Linked DNA regions of Mus musculus: all the other regions are linked to region 4. A link is a contact called in public promoter capture Hi-C data. All regions are on one chromosome and are shown on one strand. Each heading gives the region's core, a stretch centred on a gene start, on an enhancer-like site or on the middle of the called end of the contact. The rest is flanking DNA. Distances are from core to core; before and after follow the strand shown.

The links. Promoter capture Hi-C pulls out the DNA fragments that hold promoters and counts their contacts. Capture Hi-C pulls out chosen DNA fragments and counts their contacts.
Region 1: a promoter capture Hi-C map of embryonic stem cells shows a contact between it and region 4, with 2.7 times the contacts expected there. The contact joins the enhancer-like site here to the promoter of Rerg in region 4. A contact is called at or near these places in 6 of 39 promoter capture datasets (the 3T3-L1 cell line, cranial neural crest, embryonic stem cells and 2 more), 2 of 115 datasets of contacts at active chromatin or transcription factors (both in embryonic stem cells) and 1 of 9 other capture datasets (embryonic stem cells).
Region 2: a contact with region 4 is called in a promoter capture Hi-C map of adipose tissue, with 3 times the contacts expected there. The contact joins the promoter of Mgst1 here to the promoter of Rerg in region 4. A contact is called at or near these places in 1 of 39 promoter capture datasets (the 3T3-L1 cell line), 1 of 115 datasets of contacts at active chromatin or transcription factors (embryonic stem cells) and 1 of 9 other capture datasets (adipose tissue).
Region 3: a promoter capture Hi-C map of neural stem cells shows a contact between it and region 4. The contact joins the promoter of Dera here to the promoter of Rerg in region 4. A contact is called at or near these places in 3 of 39 promoter capture datasets (cranial neural crest, embryonic stem cells and neural stem cells) and 2 of 115 datasets of contacts at active chromatin or transcription factors (embryonic stem cells and stem cell-derived neural progenitor cells).

The regions. Positions count from the first base shown.
Region 1 is chr6:137,689,337-137,692,480 of GRCm38.p6, reverse strand. No RefSeq gene overlaps it. Among named protein-coding and RNA genes, the nearest start is that of Gm38915, 12 kb to the left of the region's middle. Within about 2 kb of position 1,715, at least 52 of the 459 cell types and tissues checked have an H3K27ac peak or open chromatin away from gene starts, as enhancers often do.
Region 2 is chr6:138,139,259-138,142,765 of GRCm38.p6, reverse strand. Mgst1 (microsomal glutathione S-transferase 1) reads right to left here and starts at 2,239. Exons shown (of 4, transcript NM_019946.5): 1 at 2,160-2,239.
Region 3 is chr6:137,753,319-137,756,873 of GRCm38.p6, reverse strand. Dera (deoxyribose-phosphate aldolase (putative)) reads right to left here and starts at 2,297. Exons shown (of 9, transcript NM_172733.1): 1 at 2,236-2,297. The coding sequence starts at 2,266.
Region 4 is chr6:137,168,027-137,171,111 of GRCm38.p6, reverse strand. It overlaps Rerg (RAS-like, estrogen-regulated, growth-inhibitor), which reads left to right and starts at 1,394. Exons shown (of 5, transcript NM_001164212.1): 1 at 1,394-1,632.

The DNA.
Region 1 (3,144 bases), core at 466-2,965, 520 kb before region 4:
GGCCACTGATCCAGAGATTCTGCTGCTTCAGGGCTGGGTCGACATGCATCTGACAAAGCATGTGTCACACATGACAGAGGACACCCATGACAGAGGGCATATGTGATGGAGGACATGTGTGGCAGAGTGACAGAGGACACATGTGACAGAGGGCACTTGTCTACACTTCATTACATCATAAATTGTTATTCAGCTGTTCACACATCTCAACAGTTCTTCTTCTTCTGAGGAAAAGAAATCAGCCAAATGGAGTGGACTGAATAACTTAAAGGCTTTTGCTGACATTCACTTATAAAGAAGAGATTGTATGGCCCCACCAATCTAAATCCCAAGACCTGGGATTCCTATGTGAGCGAATTGTTTAGAGAAAGAAGTTGTCTACGGGGCCTCTGTACTCTTGTGATAACGAAGTTCTCTCCACCTTAAACACAAATAGTCTGGCATCTACAGAAGATCATTTAGGCAGGTCAGTGCAAGACATCACCAAGTTCAAAGTTTGAGATCAGACATCAGGATCTCCCCTGCCCCCGCTCCAGGCCTGCCTCTGTTGCTCTTGAGCACTGCAACTTCATAGGCTTTGAAAAGAAGAGGAAGGTCCCTGTTTCAAGTAAGACAAATTTACAGCTTCTTACCAGGAAAAAAAAAGAAACAAACAGGTTGCTTTCCCATAAATTAGTCTGCATTGAGAAAGGTGTGGAACCCACATGCAAACAGGACGTCAGCATGTTGAGGAAAGCACAGGGAAGCAGTTCCAGAGACTCGACACCCTCTCGCTGGCGCTGAGGAAGGGTGCCTGAGCCATCCCTGTGAGCTCTTGATTTTGTTTTTTTGTTTTTTTGTTTGTTTTTTTGTTTCTGAGACAGTCTCATATACTTCAGACTGCCCTCAAATTAGCTATTAAACCATGGCCGGCCTTGAATGCTGGATCCCCCTGCTTCTGCCTTCCAAGCACTTCCATTAGAGACGTGTGCCAGCACCCTTAGCCTGGTAGCTGTCTTACATTTCATCAGCCTGAGACTTTTCTTACATTTTCTCTTAGATGGAGATGATTTGATGAATTCTCATTATTATTATAAGAGAAATTTGGTAAAAGTCCCATTCATTCTGTTTTTCTTCACCTGTGGACACCTAGCACAAGCTTTTGTTCAGTAGTTAACAATCTGCCTCATGACTTCAGAAGTCTGTGTTGACCAATGTAGTATTCATAGATGAAGTTAACAGTAAACTAAGACAAATGGGAAGTGTGTGTGTGTGTGTGTGTGTGTGTGTGTGTGTGTGTGTGCATGTGTGTGAAAGAGCATTTTGGATATTGAATGTGGGCCCTCCTGTTTGCAAAGCAAGTGCTGTCTTTACCCAAGCTGAGAGATCTATCCACTCTGCCCTCACATATGTTTTGGAAAGTCAAAGGCTTGTTCAGCACATGGAAAGGCCCTGCTTTGATTAGCACTGCTCTGGGTCCTGAGGGTAGAGCTGCCAGAGACTCTAAGTGGCTTGGGACTGTTCTCTAGTTTTAGGGAAGAGTGTCCCCGTTACTGAGTCATAGATTCTGGCAAGGCACACAGGGCTTGAGTCTCGCTGCTGTCAGACAGCAGGCAGCATGAGTTTCCTGTGTTTTTCTGCCAGTTTTCTACAAACCTCAGGTTGTCTGGGGCTGACACAGGGAGGAGAGGTGGACAGACATGCCTCTGGAGGAGGAACTCTGGGATTGAAGAATTTGTCCCTTTCAGAGGCCATGGGATGAGGCTGGTCCTGCTCCAGGGGAAGGCATTACCTCATCTCTCCAAGGTTGCATACTGCAAACAAAACCCCTAACAACCAGCCTAGGAGAAACTGCAAGAGCCTCATGTTTTCCTTAAGACCAGCATGACAATACATGGTCCCTCCTAGGGTCCTGTAGTAGCTGGCCTGTCCCAGTCCAGGGACTTGGTAGCAGGCTGCTTTACTCCATCTGGGACCCTGTTGCTGTTAGCCTTCATGATCTGCCTTTGTGCCCACTGTTGCTACCCCTTCTGTTGTTACCAGCATCATCTTTGTTCTCACACATCAGTGAGACTTTGCCTGCATCCCAAAGGCTGAACTGAGTCTCTCAGTAAATTACCAAGCAGTTTCTTCAAAGTATGAACATCCGATTCAGGGATACTTGTGCCTCAGGAAAAGCCAAGAACCTAGTTTTGTCTGGGCCAATACAAATCAGGGTCTCCCTGAAGAGGGCTTCCTGACTCTGGGTCTGTCAGCTCTCACATGGTCTCCATTGCAGGAGATGACAATGGTCTGTCTTTTTCATCTCTTTGTTTCTAGTCTTAGCTCATTTTTGTTTTGTTTTTTTTTTCCTCTTCTTTTCTTCTTTTCCTTGTAGCTCTGGCTGGACTGATGCTGTCTATGTAGTCCAGGCTGGTCCAGACCTTGCAGCAATTTTCTCATGCCCCCCTGCTGAACACTGGGATTGCAGGCTTGCATGGCCACACCGGGCTTGCTCTTTACAGCGTAGCTACGCCTAGAGATTTTGCTTTGTGAGCTGTTCAGAAGAAGGAAAGATAAAGATTCTGAGATCTACTCATAGGAAGGTATGTAAAGAGCCAACACCACTTGTTCTCCCTCGGGATTGAACCACTGTATCGGAATGAGTGCCCAAGAACAGAAGTAAGGATTCTTAGACAAGATGCTCTAACATGGGGATCCCGGAAGGCTCTTTCTCCATCTCCAAATAAGATGATGTGATATAGTGATAGACATCCCTTACTGTTCTCTGGATTCCAGTGGTGCTCATTACAGGGAACCAGCTTGTCCTCACGCTCTCGTTAATAATGTGGAGCACAGTAACCCACCACGACAGTTCCTGATAGTGTGGACTATAACTAAGGACAGAAGGAAAGAAGAGATGTTGGGAGGATGTTGGCATGCAGGAGACAGTTGCTATGTTGAGGCAGCTGATTTCTAAATATGTCAGGATGCGAGTGACCTGCACAGGACACATGGCTGAAGGAGATACATGAATATGTGCATAATTTTTATGTAAATAACTATCTCTGAATTTTAGTTAGAAGATGGCACCATGGATTTAAAAAACTAAAACAGTCACTTTCTCACCAGGTCAGGATGTTACAAGGCTATCCAGTCTGTGTGGGAAAGAGAAATGTTGGATAC
Region 2 (3,507 bases), core at 990-3,489, 970 kb before region 4:
CCACGGTGGGTGAGAACACAGCCCTTCCCTTCACTCATGAATGCCTGCTATGATCTGCGCCAACCTACTCTCTCTGGATTACTCTGTAAGCCAACATAGAGGCACCTTCTACGCTGCTTCCTGGCATGGCAGCATCAAAAGCCTTCCCTTGAGAACCTTTTATCGTCTATATATTGAGTGTGTACATGTGATCGTTTGAGATCGAGTCTCACAATGTAGCCCAGATTAGCCTCAAACTCACTGCATGCCTACCCCAGCCTCTCAAGGGCTAGGGTTCCAAGCCTACATCCTCACATCCAGTTTCTTGACTTCATGTGCTGTTCATCACTAGCATAGCGACCTGCCTGAGAAGCCAAGGAAGAACACTGAGTCCCAAGGCAGCAGGACAAAAGCCATGGAAGGACAGCGGAGGGGTGCTAGGGGCAACTGGGGCAGAAAGGAGGTAAAATAGAGGTGAGAAAGACAATAAGAGCCAAAGGTAGAAACTCCGATGCTGAACTCAGAAACTCCAGAGTTGCTCAATGTCTAGACTCCCTACTCCAAGCCCAGGAGCTAGAACATCAACCCTGCCAAGGCTGATGAGCCTCTTACCCTCAACCCTAAGGGGACCAGAACTTGAGGCCTGTAGAAGATGCAGCAGTAGAGGGTACTACCTACAGTTTGCTATGACCTCATCGCAGCCGGAAGCTGCGGATAACAAAAGTGGCCAAGTGTCAAGTCTCAGGTTCTGATGGCTAAACCTTTCTCTCAAGATCCTAAAACAGTGGGGTTCTGTTTTCCAAAGTGTTTGTAGCTCAGTGCCTGGCCTGCTAGTCCACCCTCTAAGCCCTAGGCCCTCCCTCTCCCGGGACAATCACCATCACACAAGGGTCTCTTCACCTACCCAGGATGCCTGTCAGGAGAGAGCAAAGGGATGCCCACCAGTTGACTGAAAACAGCTTGGGATGAAAGACTCCGACACAGAAACCATTTTCTTCTACTTTGAAGGAAAGAAGCTTGAGTAGGGTATAAATAAGGCCAGGTGGTACAATGGAGACTGGAGACCCCACCTGCCTGTCTCTGGAGCCCTGTCATCGCCGACCTGTATAGTTCCTGGACTCACAATTCCATTCTAGGAATTGTGGGGTGCTGTTTTCTCATTTCCTGGAAGCTTCTCCTGTAACTCCTGTTGTCATATTTTGCCCCAGTGCTATCTGCAGTTGAGAAATACTCCTCTTTCTCCTCATGGGCCCTCAGCCAAGAAAAAGCAAAGTTCTTTTCTTCTCAAAACTGTTTGCCCTATCTGCATCAGTATTGTGAAACTTGGAAAATCTGGGCACACAGCCACAAGGCCATGACTCTTCAATTTTCAATGGATCGAAAGCAGCAAACACATTTGTTGTGAGGACAGAAAAGAGGGCTGCAACAGAGGAAGAACAGAAATACACACATGATCAGAGTCCCAGGCACCTTCCCTACAGCCTCAGTGGGGCCAGACTACAGTGGCCACAGGGGAGGGCGGCTCTGGGGAGTAGCTGCCCAAGGGCTGCGCCCTCAGGTCTTTGGTCATCAGGCTACAGTCACAACAGAGCACGCTCTGCTGCTCTGCTAAGTCTGTAAGTCATATGATATCAAAAGTACCAGTGTAAAGACTTGTAGAGATTTCTCTTGCCTACCACAGGAGAATCTAGAAAAGCAAACAACTTTTCAACAAGTTGAAAGGCCTGCATGTCCAAGTCACCCGGGACACTGTAGGGTTTTACTCCCTGGGAAAGGACAGAAGTTGCTGAAACCGCAGTGACTTCTCATCTTGTTACAACTTGCATGTATTTTTTTTCCCCTCCCCTCAAGATCAAGAGACCCTTTCAAAGGGAATGCTACTTGGGCTTGAAAATAAGAAATAAGAAAACCATCTCTTAAACATGAAAAGACTCGTGCTCCCAAGTTTCTTCTTGGAGTTTGAGAAAGGAAAACTTAATGCAGGAACAGAAAAGCACAATTCTCATTTAGAGCGGGCCACAAAAATGGGGGCGGGGGGTGGTCATTTAAACAACTAAAGGGAACAAAGGCTTTTCAAACAGGCACAGCCACTCTCTAGCCTTACACCTGCCACCCACCGGCCCCTTGCACCCACCCACTCCTAGCCTGGGAGCAGCACCGTGGCCGTGCGCAGCACCCACCTGAATCCAGGGAGAAGGGCTGCAAGTTGTCCTGCCGAGCCTGTGCACTTCTGGGACTTTTCACCAACAGGACCCGCGCTGGCACCGCCCTTTTTCAGGCTATTTTTCTATTAATCACCCCGCCTCCTGACCGTGCCAAGCCCCGCCTTCGGAGCTTGCCAAATCCCACCCCTGAATCGCCCCGAAACTGCTGTGGCTGGTGAGGGTCTTTCTCTGCTAAGGATCTTGGCAGTTCTGTTCCGGCTCCGGAAGAAGGGAAGCAAGGAAGGGGTTGCTAACTTTTATGTCGCTGGAAACAAAAAGACCTTAGTGTTGAATTTGGAAAACCTAAAAAGAAAATGTTTTAAGGAAATGTAAATCTCGGGGGAGGGGCTCTATTGCTGTGAATACCTTCAGGGTGCAAAGTGAAACCTGCGAAATTATGAGTCTGTTAGGCAACTAACTTGTTTCACAGTGACTTAGGAAAGTGTTGCAAGGGGGCAGGGTCGTTAGGGCAACATCAAAGCTATTGCACATCACAGAGCCCCACAGTAATGGCCAAGCTCCAGCTCTGAGAGCTCTAAGGTTGATAAGTTCCCATCTGCAACATTTCACTCGGGAACTTTACCAGTTTACACCTGTGCCCCACATTGCTCTGAGAATCAATCAGTCTTTCTCTTTTCTTTTCTTTTCTTTCCTTTTCTTTTCTTTTCTTTTCTTTTCTTTTCTTTTCCTTTCTTTTCTTTTCTTCCCTCCCTCCCTCCCTCCCTCCCTTCTGTCCTCCTCCCTCCTGTCCTCCTTCCCTCTCTCTCTCTCTTTCTTTCTTCCTTTCTTTCTATTCCTTCCTTTCTTTTACACGATTATTCTCTTTTTTATTTCTTCATTTTCCTCCTCTTCGTCTTCTTCCTCCTCCTTCTTCAGTATGAACCACTTAATTTTCTGAGTTTTAGCTGGGTGCCTCTTTGGTTTGGTTTTATTTGTCGTTTTAGAGAGGATTTTGTTACTTAGCCCTGTCTGGAACGCGTGGTACACACTAGTCTGTACACAAACTTATGACCATTCCTGCCTCAGCCCCCAAGGGCTAAGATTTTTCTCACCAGGACCCACTCTGATTCTGACTTTCAAGATTCAGTAGACAGTTCTATTTTATATCCCTTCCAAAAACTAAAAGGAATTAAGAAGCAATGTGCTGACCCAAGCTGAAGTCAGTCAGTCCTGAAGATGGTTTCTTTAAAGGCATGATTGGTAGAACATCTGAAAAGAGTGTTTGGTCGACCTTTTCATTTCAGTTGAAAACATTGTTCAGTTCCTCTCTGGGGCCACACCAGAACACTGAGTGCAGTGGAGCAGAGCTTTCTGAATTTCCTTG
Region 3 (3,555 bases), core at 1,048-3,547, 580 kb before region 4:
GGGAGAAACTTTCCTTGCAGAGTTCTCATCCTAAAAATCAAGTTCAGGGCCAGCCAGATGGCTCAGTGGGCAAAGACAATTACTGCCACACTTAGACATCCTGAATTTGAATCTTGGCTGTCAAAAGGTAGAAGGTGAGATAACTGTGAAAGCTGCCCTCTGATCTCCAGAGGTGTGCATGCGCGTATTCCCACCCCCAGCACTAACACACACACACACACAAAGTAGACAAATACATTTGATTTTTAAAAGCTGTCTTAAAGGCTGATGAGATAGATGTCTCAGCAGTCAAGAGCTCTTCCAGAGGCCCTGAGTTCAACTCCCACATGGCAGCCATAGACCATCTGAAATCCAATCCCAGGGGATTGGATGCCCTCTTCTGGCCTCAACAGGCATTGCACGTGTAATGGTAAACAGACCGTGTACAGGCAAAATCTCACACATAAAATAAAAATAAAATGAAAAAAATTGTAAATAACAATGACTAATGAATTCTACAATCTCCCTGGTGATAACTGCATTTTCCTAAAAATTTTTTAATACAAATGTGTTTAAATAACGCTAATTTCTTTTTAAAAAGTAGTACTCATTAAAAACATTAAGATGTCTTTAATCAGCAAAAAACCACAAAACTCATCAATTAAAGCAATGTTGAAATTAATACAGAACAATTTTTTTCATAGTACATATATAATTCACGTGATTTACTTTAGCAGATTAGATTACAGCTGTGTCACGCCTAAGGATTAATACCACAGCACACAAAAACTCTTGCAATCTATGTGATTATAACAAGAACAGTAAGGAAAATATAATCTATACATGGAGGTGTGAGTGCACATTAACTATTACTCTAAATAGCAGCTGTTAATGTCTACACTGTTACTTTGCAACACGGGAAAGGTAGTGTTTTGATGGCTTTTTAAGAAAGCTCTTTCTATATAGTCCAGGCTAACCTGACACACAACTGATGCTGGGGTTACAGGTGTGTGCAATAGCACCCAGCCCAGGACTTACACTTTAAGAAAGTAAAAATGGCCGGACAGTGGTGGCGTACGCCTTTAATCCCAGCACTTGGGAGGCAGAGGCAGGTGGATTTCTGAGTTCCAGGCCAGCCTGGTCTATAGAGTGAGTTCCAGGACAGTGTAGAGCTACACAGAGAAACCTAGGGGCTGGGGGCGGGGGGGGGGGGGGGGAGTAAAATTGGCTTAATTGCATCTCCTGAAAGGAAAATTTGAAACTTTAAAAGAGCTGTTGGGGGGGGGGGGGAATTATGTTACATCCTCGACCTTGTACAAAGATGCAGACTAGCTTCATCTTCAGCCCTTAGTCCATCTTCCAGGGTCACTGCTAAAGTTTACACTGCAGGGATAAAGTGTAAGGCTCTGTTGGAGAGAGGGACTAAAGTGCCATTAACCTGGTACAGAGACTACCTGTCAAGCATGCAATTCTAAACACTTCTAAAGTCTAGACTGGCAAGTCCCTTCTGAAAAGAGTAACCCTGTGTATCACTCACAGCCACTCAAAATCAGTCCCTATGAAAAGAACTTAGTGCGCTCATTATCGTTGCTTATTCAACACTAAGTGCAGAGAAATATACCAGCGGCTCCAAGTATCCCCTCCTCACACTATCCAAACCACCTTCAGACAGAAGTAGCTTCCTAATAAATAACTACTTTACAGATGCCGGTATATAAGCACAGAGTGAGTAATTTACCCAAAATCACACACCTAAGAGGGTCCAGGATACAAAGCAAACAATCTATTATGCAAAGTTAAGTCATTGACATTTGGCTCAGTCACGTTTTTGCTACGTTTGAATTACAGACTTTTAATTTTTTTTCCCAGAAATATCTGAACTAGTATCAATAAGGTGAAAAATAGTTTTAAAAAGAACATTTTGTCTAAGCATTTAAAATCATTTTTAGCAGACGGCGATGACCACCAGCACAGCCAACTTTGGGAATGGCTACGTGAGTCCGGCAGTAAATGAATGGCACACAAGTACCCGGCAGGCTTTTCACTCGGGTTGGTTTACTGCGACCACAGAGCTACATAGTGCAAAGATCTAATTAACCCTTCCTTGCTTCCGCTTAAAGGGTTAAGACTGCATAGAGCCTGGCGACAGGGCTGTCCCCGAGTTCTGCCTCAGTTCAGGTCTCCGCCCTCCGGGGATCGCCCTGGGCACCCCCACCCCCAACCTGGCGAAGGGGAGCGCAACCCGCTGGCCCTTACCGAGCTCTGTGCCCCGGCAGTGAGCAGCCATTGTGGCCACCGCTGAAAGCCAACCCTTGCTCCAGGTCGCCACACGGGCCTGGCCTTCCTCCTTCCTGTCAAGTCCCCGCCCAGAGCCACGCCCCTTTTGCAACGCCCTACCAAAGCCACGCCTCTTCGGTCCTGTACCACTTAAACTTTTCTCCAGCTCCTGGGCTTGGAGCCCAGCCAGGTCATCACCCTACCTGTTCCCTGTCTTTCCAGGTCAGGCCTGTGACTTGAGCATTCCCCAGCTCCAGAAGTCTCCCAGACCATTTTTAAATGCTTACATGGCCAATTGAACTAGACAGAATCAGACTTAGGAACTTTAGCTGTAGGATCATGTGAGTGGCAGGACTGGATTCTTTCTTGCATGAGCGGAGCAATGTAGTCTTGGACCCGAATTGTGGGTAGTGTTCCAGAGCCCTCAGGGGACAGCCAAGGTAGTCTAGGAGCTAGAACGCGCTGTAATTTCTAGTCTGGACTCAGTGAAAGAGCAGCTAGGACATAAGCTTAGGAAGACTCGGTTTCTTATTTTTGTTTTTTTTTTTTTTAAGATTTATTTTATGTATATGAGTACACTGTAGCTGTCTTCAGACACACCAAAAGAGGGCATTAGATCGCCATTACAGATGGTTGTGAGCCACCATGTGGTTGCTGAGAATTGAACGTAGGATTTCTGGAAGAGCAGTCAGTGCTCTTACCGCTGAGCATCTCTCCAGCCCTTTCGTTTTGTTTTTAAGACAGTTTGCTTTGTAATCACGGTTGGACAAGAGGTTGCTGTGTTGAATCTCCTGCCCCAGACCCCAGATCCCCATTGCTGGGATTACAGGCAGATGCTACATTCAATAAAAGGTCCAGCTTCTTTCATTTAGAAAATATAGTATTTTCATTTTTGTGTCTACACACATATGTGTGCATAGCACATGTGTTCAGGTATGTGCAAAGGCCAGGCCAGGCCACTCTGGACCAAGAGTTAGTCAGGAGCTGGGAACCATACTTAAGTGTTAAGAAGCGCAAGCACTCTCAACTGCTCAGTTCCCTCTTCAGGCCTGAAAAGAATTTTTTTAACTTAGTTCTGTGAATAATTGAGTATGTAACCTAGGACACACTACTGGCCTTAGTTCTGTGAATAATTGAGCATGTAACCTAGGACACACTACTGGCCTTTGTGAACTTCATTTTCCTTATCTGTAAGAAAGGATCGCGACAATTTCTTTGCTTTCTAAAGTTGAGATTCAGTGATGATTTTTCTCAGCCTGGTTTCTCTGAATTACTCCAGGTTCACAGTCTAGGGGGTGA
Region 4 (3,085 bases), core at 145-2,644:
ATTCCACACAATTTGAATTTTATAGAATTTTGCATTGTCTACAAATATAATTTGTCTTCTTACTGTAGGCTCTAAGACCGTTTGTATTCCGAGATGCTGAAATCGCTGTTTCTCAAGGACGGGACCCATGTCTTCAAGTCCACACTAAATAGCTCTTCCAAGTTCAGTGGATAAACAATTTAGATGTATCATGTCTCAAATGGTCTTGTTGCATCCGTTTGATCATTGTGCAGCAGGCCCTGCAACAGGGGGAGAGCATGGGTGCACACACAGTACTCTTCCCCCACTCTTCCAGCCCCTGGAATGTCAAGGGTTAGCAGAACAAGGAGAAACTTGAGAGAATGCAAAGCAAGCCCAATACTGGCAGGGTGCTGGGGCATGTGGGAGGGAGTGTCACTGTAGGTCAGATCTGGGGTCCCCAGGAAGTCGGGGAGGGGGGATCTGGAAATTCACGCTGGATGTGGTGTGTTAAAGGTTTCTCAGTGAGTTATCAGGACACATGCTGAGGCTATCACAAGTCCAACCTCTTCATCCACCCTGCCTGCCAAGTCTCTGCCTCCACGGGGCAGAGACTTTCTTCCACCAGAGTGGCTCCACTGATTATTCCTATCGCCCTGGGCCCCTGCCTGCTCCTGTTGCCTAGCCTCGCTTTCAGTGAGTCACCAGATACCCTGGTAAGAAAACCCAGCTTTGGAATGAAAAAGGAGAAAGGCATAGACATTTCCTGTTGCTTTGTTCATGCCCACCATCGTCTTTGGGAATCCTTTAACCTCTCAGAAGCTCTCCTTTCCCTCCGAAAGACCAGCAATTACAATAGCCATGCTTACCTCCAGGGAGGTGAATATCAAAGGAGATGGGGGATGTAAGCAGGTCTTGCTTAGCTTAGCATAGCATGCATGTTAATTATCTTTGTTGAGGTTTGAACGGGATGGGGTTTGACGCCAAAGCAAATCTTATAAATGCTGGTCTTCCAGAGGGAACAGAGCACACCGGGGACTTTCTCATATATACAAATATGAATTTCGGTTAAATTTGGTGTTTATATCTTTGGAAGTATATTTGTTTCCGATCCTTTCCGGATTTTCTCCCAGCCATTTACTAGTCTTGGACCCGTTTATTTCTATCTTTTTTAAAAATCCTCTGCTTCCTCTCGAATATCATGAAGATAACTGAACACATTCCCAGGGCGTATTAGCAAGATCCTTTGAAAAAAGGCGTAGAGAACACTGCGTAAGTGATGCTTTTTAATCAAGAAAGGACTTAGCTGAAGCCTGCAGGCCTGGCGCTGAGCTAGGCTGGGTTGTGAGGCGCTCGGCTCGCAGACTGGTCCAGCAGGGGGCGCCCGGGCACCTCACTGCAGCATCTTGGTGGCGGAGCGCAGCGGCGGCTGGCCGGAGCTCGCGTCCTGCCGCAGTCTCTGCGCTGCTAGTCTGAGCGAGCGCGAGGGAAGAGACCCCGTCCGGGCACCGCACTTGCAGCCCCAGCGACTCCCAACCGCAATCGCGGCCCCCCAACTCTCAAACGCCTCCTGTAGCCCGCGTGGGTCAGGGTGGGAGAGCTTCCTAGTCTCCGCGGGCGGATTGCGAACTTGGAGAGGACCGCGGCTGTCTCCCCGGCCTGGACAGTGAACAGGTGAGTGACACGCACGTGTCCAGGTGGCTCCCTGAGGACAGGGTACGAGCCCCTGAGGGCTCAGCCCCTGGGTGAGTCCCGGTGGTCTCCGGGTCCCTCCCTAAGGGCGACTTTGGGGTTCTCCTGAGAGATGTGAACGCCAGCCACCAGGCTTGACAGCGCGTCCTGCGCCTAAGGCGTCCTTCCGAATTAGGGGACATCTGCTCTTTATGTGGAGCCTGTGAGCTGCAGAACATGCAGCCCACTGTGGGCTTGCTCCTGGCTGCAGGACCTGTTGATCTCAGGGTAGCGAGCCAGCCGGGGGGCTTGCGCAGTCACAACCTCTTTGGTGTGGCTGTTGCCTTGTGATAAGATGAAGGAAAATTCCTAGCAGAGAAACTGAGAAATCTTGATTTCAGGAGAGGTCTGACCCAGAGAGAAGCGATCTCACTCCACCACCATCAGACTGGATTCACTGCTGTCTTGGACAGCTGTGCTTTGCTTTCTTTCTTTCTTTTTTTTTTTTTTCTTTTTCTTTTTAGAAGGCCATAAAAGCATTAAAATGTAATTATAAAGATGCCCCCACTCGCCTCAAGAGGAAGTGGAAAACTCTGACCTTGATAAACACAGTCTGCGAAATGATTTATTAGGAGCAAAACCTTTTGCTAAGTAAATAAACAGATGGATGAAGCTTTAGAAACGCAATTGTCGTAGGTCTAACAGAGTCCCCACAGGTAGCCTCTTTGGTTAGTATACACCTAAGTGTGGAGGGAGTCAATGAATTCGACGATTGGTCAGTAGTACCAAATGAAACAACACACGTCTTTCCTTCACTCTAATGTTTCCTCTGATGACTTCATGCATACGGAAAAGCAACGCCTTTCATCCCCTAAATATTTAGGTGTGATTTTAGGATGGAAACTTGAAACTTGTTTGGTTTTGCCTCCGGGAAAGCAAATCTGCTCCGAGAGTGAACTTCAGGCCACGGCAGGAATAGTTCCTGTGTTTGAACCATTGAGTTTCCTCAGATCTGAGGGATAGAAGGTCTCTGGTTAATTCAACAGATACTTGCCTGTAGGTTACTATGACAACAATTGACACGTTGATGGTTTCCGTCAAATTTTCATGGGGAAATAAAATGTGAAGGCATCTTTAGAGGGCAGCGTTGCATCGCCCCCCCCTTTTCCCTAAACATATTAGGCGGCTGACATTAAGCAGCTGGATCTTTATGACGTCATAAATGGGGACACTTTATGACATCACAAATGGGACACTTTAACTAACATAATTAATTTCTCCTATGTGAGACCCGTGAGCTTCGGAGGCCAAGGGGAGTTGCTGAAATATTTGACTTGGCTTTAAAAACATATACTTTGATGCTTACTTTAAATGAAGACTATAGCCAGATTCTAGATGCATGGGGATGATACTTTTGCATGAAATGGCAAGTTATTGTCTACAGATGCTCCGTACA